Linked DNA regions of Mus musculus: region 2 is linked to region 1. A link is a contact called in public Hi-C data. All regions are on one chromosome and are shown on one strand. The core of a region is the stretch at or near the end of the contact, and the rest is flanking DNA. Distances in the headings are between cores, read along the strand shown.

Evidence for each region. Hi-C and Micro-C count contacts between places; a contact is called where the count stands out from the background.
Region 2: a contact with region 1 is called in a Hi-C map of the N1E-115 cell line, with 5 times the contacts expected there. The contact joins two enhancer-like sites.

Annotation. Positions count from the first base shown.
Region 1 is chr9:116,486,618-116,491,298 of GRCm38.p6, reverse strand. No RefSeq gene overlaps it. Among named protein-coding and RNA genes, the nearest start is that of Gm39449, 36 kb to the left of the region's middle. Within about 2 kb of position 1,803, at least 20 of the 459 cell types and tissues checked have an H3K27ac peak or open chromatin away from gene starts, as enhancers often do. A contact at or near this core is called in the N1E-115 cell line, where this site is marked.
Region 2 is chr9:116,963,498-116,968,178 of GRCm38.p6, reverse strand. The region is part of intron 3 of Rbms3 (RNA binding motif, single stranded interacting protein); the gene reads left to right. Among named protein-coding and RNA genes, the nearest start is that of Gm39452, 230 kb to the left of the region's middle. Within about 2 kb of position 2,373, at least 16 of the 459 cell types and tissues checked have an H3K27ac peak or open chromatin away from gene starts, as enhancers often do. A contact at or near this core is called in the N1E-115 cell line, where this site is marked.

The DNA of each region.
Region 1 (4,681 bases), core at 554-3,053:
AGAGCCGTAGTTCATTTTCCAAGGAAGTCAGGGCAGGAACTGGGGTAGGAATATGGAGTCAGGAACCAAAGCATAACCATGGAGGAGTGTTGCTTTCTGCATTCCTCCCTCTGACTTGTTCTTTCTTATAGCAAGAGGCCCAACAGGCCACTCCTGTGGGATTGGCTCCCTCACATTGACAATTAACTAAGACAATACCTCACACACTTGCCTATAGGTAGGCCAGTCTTATAAAGGCATTTTCTTACTTGTGATTCTCCCTGCTCAAATAATTCTAGCTGTGTCAAGTTAACATAAAACCATCCACACACAGACATTTGTGAGCTGCCCAGCATGGGTTCTGGAAACTAAACTCTGGTCCTCTAGTAGAACAGTACATGTTCTTAAGCCCAGAGCCATTTCTCCATCCCCTGAATGAAATTTTTGTGAGGTATCCATTATAATCTTCAAGGCAATTATGAGTAAAGTAGCACAAAGCTAATAAAAGCTAATTAGTGAAAGAGAATTAATAGAAGGAAATGAAATTAAAATGGTACAGGAGGAAACATCCATTTAAGTGATGAGAAGACAAAAATGAATAGCTAGTAAAACAAAATAATAATTATAACAAATTGGAGACTAAATAGAAAATAAGTGCCAGGCATAAATATTAATATGGACATTAATGTAAATATATTCAACATTCCAATCCACAAGCACAGATTGGTACCAGAAAAATGTACAAAATAAAATATTATCAACTCTACAGTATACACACACACACACACACACACACACACATATTTATATAAAACAGACATATCTTAGATTTAAATATATAAGTTAAAATGAATATAAATATAAAAAATTATTCTTCTGTATAGACCAAATGTTAGATCATAAAAGGACATATGTTAAACCCTATAAAAATGAATCAGTAATTTAGAAATGTTCCAAACCATATAAGCTATTGAATTCTAATTTCACTCATTGATGGAGAAAATTGGAAACAAATCCTAGAATCAACATTTAATTTTTTTCATCATGTGAAAATTAATATTCCTAAATTGGTAAAGGATTGAAGGAAAAATTCACAAGGGAGACAGGAAATACTTTTGAGTAAAATTGAAAGGCAGCATTCCAACACATATGAAAGGCAATTAAAACAATGCTTAGAGAGAATCGTAGTGTGAATGCATGGATTTAAAATGCAAAAAGAGGGGCTGGAGAGATGGCTTAATGGTTAACAGAACTTGCTGATCTTGCAAAGGACCAGAACCCTCGTCCAATAGCTCACAACTGCCTGTAATTCTAGTTCCAGGAGATCCAATGCCCTCTTCTGGCCTCCATGGGTACTGCACACATATGGGCACCCCAGAGCAAGATTTATAGCCAGTTCTTTAAATTCTGGATTTGACTGAGTCAAATAAAGTGAAAGAACATTAGAGGGCTATTTCTGACATCAACCTCCTGCCTTCACATGTTCATGTACACAGGCACACATACACACACGAGTCCACACAGCTGAAAACGCAAGTCTTTAACTCCACAAACTAATTTATGAGTCTTCCTTTTGCATACTATGTGATAATAGAAAGACAAGAAAATTCAGAGAAAGAGAAAGTCTTCTGGTTTGAATTAGACAGCCGAGGCCCTGCAAGGCACACCCAGTGCTGGCAAATTTATAAAGCCAAAACAAAAGGAATCCCAGTGCAGAAATGGCTGTTTGCTGGGTGAACCCACTTCCCTCCCAACTCTGCTTGGCAGATCTGTACCCTGATTATTCCATCTGGAGATAATTGTGTGACATCATCCATAAAATTAAATCATAATCAACCTAACTAGCAAACAGGCCAGCAGGCTGCTTCACAGCCACACACAGGATAAAGGAGATGATTCATCTCAATGGGAGACAAGGGGGTGGAATGAAATGTGGATGGTGCAGAGTGGGTGACCCTCAGCGTGTGCACAGGCTCGCAGCTGGCAACGTGCCCAAGCCCATGCCCGGGAATGCCAGGGCCACTGCCATGTACCTGCATTGCCCATGTGTGATGAGGAGAGGCGATCTCCTTAGAAATAGATCCATAGGTTGCATTATAGAGACGGTGCATATCCAAAAGTAAACATTCCCATTTTATGATAAATTATCCGCTATGGGAAATCACAAAGAAGGGAAAGACATATATAGTAGTATAAGGCAAAATGTCCCCTGTCAGCTCACTTTTGGAAGAGAGTGTTGCATAGTCTGTTGGTTAAGTGGGTGGAAATGAGTGAGGAGTAGTGTATTTCTGAGAAGAGTCTCCTTTGTAAGGCAATAAGGTGTGGTTCTAAATCAGTTCCTGATGCAAGAAGCAACAGAATCATTAAGACAGTCCACATTAGAGTGGGCAGAGATGGAGCTCAGTTCATAGCATGTATGCTGAATATGCTTAAAGGTCCATACCTAGTGCTTCATTACGGTGGTGGAGGCTATAAGCCCAGAACCCAGGACGTGGAGGTCGAAGGATCCGAAGTTCAAGGTTATCCTTGGCTACCCACCACCCTTCTAAATAAAAACGATGACCACTCATGCAAATATGTCTGAAGGACTCTGGGTTAATGTACACATGCGAGTTTCTTGTGGATTCACACTGTTCACAATAGCTAAGAGATGCAGTAGCAGCTTAGATGTCCATCAGAAGATAAATGATAAAGAAAATATGCTATATATTCACAATGGGACTTTTTCAAACCTCAAGAAAATTAAGTCGTGGTATTTGCAGGAAAACAGCTGGAAAGAGAGATCATTATGTCAAGAGAAATAAGACTCGGAAAGCTAAGCACAGCGTTTACTCTCCTATGGGGAATCTAGATTTACATGTGTTGGGGGTGGGAGGAGAGGGACCACATGAGACAAGGAAGAGTTCGGTGATGGAATCCATGTGTCTTGTAGGCAGGGGAGGGACTATTTGGGGCGAGGAAGGATACCAGGAAGAGAGAAGCAGAAGGGACTGGGCGAGGGGGAGGCAATGGAAAAGGAAGATGAATAAGAACAAAGTCTAATGACTCATGTATGCAAACTCCACAATGAAAACCATCACTTTGTACACTAACTTTAAAATTTGAAAGAGAGAGAGAGAGAGAGAGAGAGAGAGAGAGAGAGAGAGAGAGAGAGAGGCAGAAATAGAATAGACCAAGACAAATGCAATGCAAGGTTTGTTCCTGTTGGTTGTTCCAAGTGCTTCTGCCGTGGCTGGACAGATGAAGGGCTTCTAAAAGTCCACGGTCATCTCAGACTCTCACCACCAGGAAGCACAGATTTGGGCCAAACCATTTGAGACACTTGGCCTTAATGACTGGAGATTTCCATGGAGACCCCTGTAAATGTGAAATGCAGCTGTAGGCTGAGTTTCTGAATTTTCCAAGTAGCAACAGTGCCAGATGTTAGGAAGCTGGTGGCTCTGGAGCATCTGCAGTGAGAAGGTCACTGCCCATCTGTGAGGATGTGAGCACAAAACAACGGAGAAGAGGAGAAGAGAGAAGTTCTTGTTTTCCTCTGAATAGCATCAGGAACTGTAGCACATATAGAAGACATTTAAAAAATGTATTCTTTCATTTTATTATTTATATTGAGTATACATAATATGTGTATTGACCTATATTGTATTTATAAATCTAGAGACCTAGTTAGTTTTGGAAAAAGTTCTAAAATGTGGGTCAATCAGAAAATGAGTAATTTTTCATACAAATGAAAACTGTTTGCCTGCCTTATTGTCTTCTGTTAATCTCCTGCCTCCAGGAATATTTGTTGTCTGATTTGATGAGAGCCATGCAGACCAAGTATATAATGGCAATAGGCATTCTGTCTTTATTGTCCTTATTTCACTAGCTAGGGATCTTTCTGATATAAACCTCAAGAGCTCAGAGGAGTATGCGAAAAGCAAGGAATCCATTATGAAAAGCAAACTCACATAAAGATGTAAAAAGGACAGCCATATCTGTGTCCTAGGATGACCTAGACATACCTGGCAGAGGACTACCTCAGACACAGCTGTGTCCATGCCTGCCCTGTTGTTCTCTCTTCTGTCTCCCCCTCTTCTAACTCCTTCTACCTTGATTAGTTTGTACCGTGGTTCTAATCCTATCTTGTTGATTTTACTCTGAAGACTAAGAGATGGCTCAGTGGCTCACTGGAGGATCTGGGTTTGGTCCTTAGTACCTATGTCAGGTATCTTATAACTGAGGCCTTCCTCTGGCTTACACATGCATGCACACGCACATAACACACACACACACACACACACACACACACACACACACACCTACACACCTACACACCCACACACATACACACACACACACACACACACACACACACATTCGCCTACCTTCGATTTCCTTCTAAGCTAAGTGGAAATAGTCACATGCTTCCTTGAGACCTGGGATATCCCATAACATGAGGCTATTTCTCAGTGATTTCTGCTAACTTGGAGTGGCATGCCTGAGTGCATATGAAGAAAACAGGTGAGTGTCTTCCTGATTAGAGCCAGACTAGTATGCATTTGGCCCATGATGATAAGCGTTAAAGCATTGTAAAGCACAGTATAAAACAAGGAGGCCTGTGTTTTATAAAGATCCTCTGATAGTGTTGCGGAGTATGGCTTGGTTTTGAAGAATAGAGCCTCTGTCTCCCAAATCAAAGAAATAATCCTACAAAAGACAC
Region 2 (4,681 bases), core at 1,124-3,623, 480 kb before region 1:
AACCAACCCCCTCAACATGCACACATAAAGAGTCAACTATAATAAAAAACAAAATTAAAACGTTGCAGGTCAACCTGGGCTCTGTAATGAAACTCGGGCTCATAAAGCAATGCACACACAAACAATAACCACCATGGAGCTGGAGAGAAGCTTTGGAAACACAAGGAACTCAGTTACCATCTATGTGCTCTATTACAAAATCCCTTACCAGAAACCTTGGCATTGTGAGGGAGGGAGCACAAGAGCATTTCTGGAGCTTGCTGTTTACCAACCTTGGGGTCAGGTTCCACAAGAGGGCCTTGTTCAAAGAGAATTATAACAATAGCGGTAGATCAGGAGGCCCAGCATCTTCCTCTAACAAGAATGAAATTATTTACATAGCCACACATACATGCATACATATACCACATTCACATGGCCACACATACATGTGTACATGTATAAAACAAAAAGAAAATAGCTAGAGAAGCATATATAAGGCTTCTTCTTATAATATTCCCAGTTATGGGCTTTGCTTTCTCTTCCTGCATGCATGGTGGATTCTGAAGATGGGTGTTGACTCTGAGCATCCCACACCAGCCATTTTGGGGATTCACTGAGTCTAAATATAGAGCACAGTATCACAGCTTGGCAGTGGTTCCCCTCCAATCAACGCTTGCTCACTAAGACCAGTACCTCTGCTCTGTGCTTGGGAGAACTCTATCGCCGCTGCCTGTTGTAAGACTGGAGCAAGGGGAGGAAGAGGGGAATGGGCAATCAGAGCTTAGATGGTAATCAGTTCTGCCTACCCAGTGGCCTGCAGTGACAGTGTTCTTATAGCTTGCTCCCATCATAGCTACAAACTCAGTAGGATGTTTTGTGAGTACCCCAGGCCCGTTCCTGCAGCCATCATTCTAACATTACCTTCTCTCTATACCAATGGAAGAGACATGTTGCTCAGATAATTCACAGACATCTATGAATGCAGCCTTTCAGCAAAGAGAGGCTTTCTGGAGGTTGGCCTGAAATTTATATCTACATTGACTGCTTGTTAAATCTCTGCCATGCAATAAAGTAATAATTGCCCCAGAAGAAGGCTAGGTAAACTGTGTGGACACTGAGTCTCAATAACACTTGGGCATTTCACCCGTCTCCTCAATAATGATCTTGATCCTAGTTTTGACTCTCAGTCAGCAGCAGTAATGTCTCCTATTTAAGAAAAGTCAACTGTACATGGTGATTTGGTAGACCCATCTGAACTCGGGTATAGCTCGGTATGATTTCTCAGGCACTATAAACAGAGAGAATGTCCGATTTTCAAGTGGTACTTGAAAGCAAGTTCCTTCACTTGTTGAGTTTGTCTGTCTTGTAACTGTTTTATTCAACCAGACTAAAAATCTTATGTCTTTTACCTAGCCTTTACTTTTTGTTTTTTGTTTGTTTTGTGCACAAATTGTAGTCTGTTCACCTCACCTGGAAACAGAGGTTTGCTTGTCCTTTCCAGGTATTACAGCAGTACTTCTGTATACCTACCTCCTGATCTAACTCACATGTGCACATAAAATGGGATGCAGACACGCACAAACACATGCACACAAACACACACACATATACACAGAGATACATACAAACATATACACACAAACACACACATACACACACAAACACATACAAACATGCACAGAAACACACACATACAAACACACATATACATACACACATAAATACACACACACATACAAACACACACATACAGACACACACAAACAGATACACACATACAAACACACACACATACAAACACACATACACACATACACACATACACACCCCATGTGTGTATCAACCGTTGAATATGTAAAGAGACTTTAATGAAACTCCAAACCCATCTTTGCACAATGGGTTTTGAAGGATAAAGGTCCCTGGAATATGTCACCTCTGACTGCAGGAGACAGACAAAGGGCCCTCGGGTGATACTGTAGAGTTAAGTTGTAATTAATATAGATTATTTCTCTAGAAGGTCATCCCACTGGTAGTGCCATGTAATAACAAAACCTTAAGTAAGCGCAGAAGGTACAAAGCATTTCAGGGAAGCATTGATTAAGCCTGTGGATGGAAGACCGAATTCTCAGAATGACCTAATTATCCCACAGTTCCTTTCCTCCCATGGCGCCACTTCCGCCTAATTGCCAAGCTGCAGGCCTGGTCTCCTCTGACCAGGAAGAAAAACAAGCTCTGGCTGGTGGGGGGTGGGGGTAGGAGGGAACAGTGACATTCAGATCTAATTGGCTTGAACCTGTGGCCAAATTAGATGACATAAGAAGGAGGTGGGTGCGCAGCCACCAAGTTGAGTTTGTCCTGGCTAGCCTTTCCTGGGGTGCTGCAGGGTAGAAAGCACCATGAGCTGGGTGGGGCTGCTCTGCTGCCTTTCTCCTGCCAGCTGCAGGGGCAGAGGTGGCCGTGACCAGACTTAATTATTTGTCGGGAAGGAGAGCAAATTGAAACCAAATTAAAGTGATTTTTATCCCTCACTCAACGCATCGCTGTTTCTTATTAGAGCCAGCCTTGTATGTCATTTTGTTTTCTCCCGGCCGTGATGTAGCTCTTACCCTCGTAAACCTCCAAGACGCCACGTTTTCTTCCAGAATGGAAATATCTTTCACGGTTTCTTGAGACATTTTGACCTCTGGTCCCTCACTTAGACCAGTAAAAGTATACATGAATATCCCACAACTGGAGAGTGTTTACTCGCTCTTTATTCTAAGTCTGTATGCAGAATCTTTTGCTTCTTGTTGGCTTGGAGCCACCCCCACAAGTGTGGGGTCCCTCATTGTCCCCAGAATTCAGTCAAAAATTTCCCGAGAGAAAGCTCAGGGTGCCTTGTGGAAATTGGCTAAGTATGTATAGGAGCACAGCCTCCTGAAGAGCCAGACCTAGATTCTCTAATATACTGTGTGGAGAATGGGACTTGAAGTACAAGGAGGAATCTGATGTGTGGGGCAAAAACATCTCCTGTACTAGCTTTGTCAGCTAGCCTATTTCAGCCTATCTGCAGGTGGCAAAGGCTGCCATTTACAGCTACTTAAGATGTTACATGGTCCTCCTCCTCCTCCTCCTCCTCCTCCTCCTCCTCCTCCTCCTCCTGGGAGGTGGAAGTCCCACCTTCTTCCTTTCATCCAGTAACTGACTTCTGCCTTCTTTATTGACACTATCAAGAACCAACCCTCTACCTGCTGAAGGAAGAAATGAATTCAGGGCTATGATGTGGGAAAGGAAGCAAGTCATTGGGGTGGCCTTGTGGGTTTATAAACCAGCCCCCTTCCTACCTGCTCTCTGCCTGACTGTCGATACTGTGACCAGTTTTCTCCTGTTCTTGCTGCCATGCCTCCCCGCTATGACAGAACTAAGAGCCGGGATAAGCCATTCCCTTTCAGTTGCTTGTGTGGGGCACTTGGTCACAGCACTGACTGAGATACGTAACACACACACAGCCAGGGCGCTTCTTCCTTCCAGTGACTGTGGGTTCTGGGGCAGCATGTCTATGTCTGTGCAGAGGTGCCTGGGCCTGCGCCTTCTTGGATAGGATGTTTTATGAATTGTCTACTTGTTTTCACAAAGCTTGGATCTCTTCTCAGCTTGGTCTCCCCTACTTTCCTACTTCTTGCTCAAAACTACAAAGAAGTCTATAGCGTGCCCTAGTAGTTGGCCAAAAAATACTTCTGAATCGCTGAAATGAGTTTTAGTCATTTCCTTTGAATTCACACAATAAGGACACACACACACACACACACACACACACACACACACTCATCTTATAAAGAAAATGAAAACTCAGTTAACCCAATTGAAGGATGAGAGATGACTCCATTAGTTTAAGTGTTTGCAGTACACTAATGAGGCTCTAGGCTCAAACCCAGCACCCATATGAAACATTAGACATAATGATAGACATTTGTAATTGTAATGCTAGAAGATGGAGACAGGCAAATCCCTGGGGCTTACTGGCCACCCAGTCTTGCCTACACAGTAAGTTCCATATGCATTAGACACCATGTCTCAATAAACAAGGTAGACGGGTTCTACCTCAGCACCTAAGTTCTAGGAATGACACCTAAGGTTGAGCATTGGGTTCCTCACACATGTGCACATTGGGAATACATATGTCACACACATACATGTGAATTCATATGTCACATACATGCACATGTAAACACGTATGTACACACATGCACACAACCCTCCAGCATTGACTTCCTATCTTCTATCTAATTTTGTCTCTCAATACTCCCCATTAGCCAAGCTTTTATAAAGTCTATCTACACCTCCTCCTTCCCTCTCCCTCCCCTACTTCTTCCTCATAGAGGGCAGGCTTCAGACTTTACCACGTCACAGACATCTGTACTCTTAAGGACCCTGGGCATTTTCATACACTTCCATGTATGCTCTTTGTCACTTGCCATGTCTCTTTCCCTCTTGAGAGCCTTCCTTGCCTGGTTATGAGAGGACACATTCCTGTTTGTGTCTGTCACCCTCTCTGGTTCTCCTTTGGTCTTTCTTTCCTCCAAATTTGCCTCTGAGACCTAATGGCTGAAGTTGTTCAAGTCAAAATCTAAACCTTTACCCACTCTAGATCATTTTTTCTCTTTTTTTGTAACTAGCATTTTTAAGTTGTTCCCCACTTAATATGTATTTGTAATCTTAG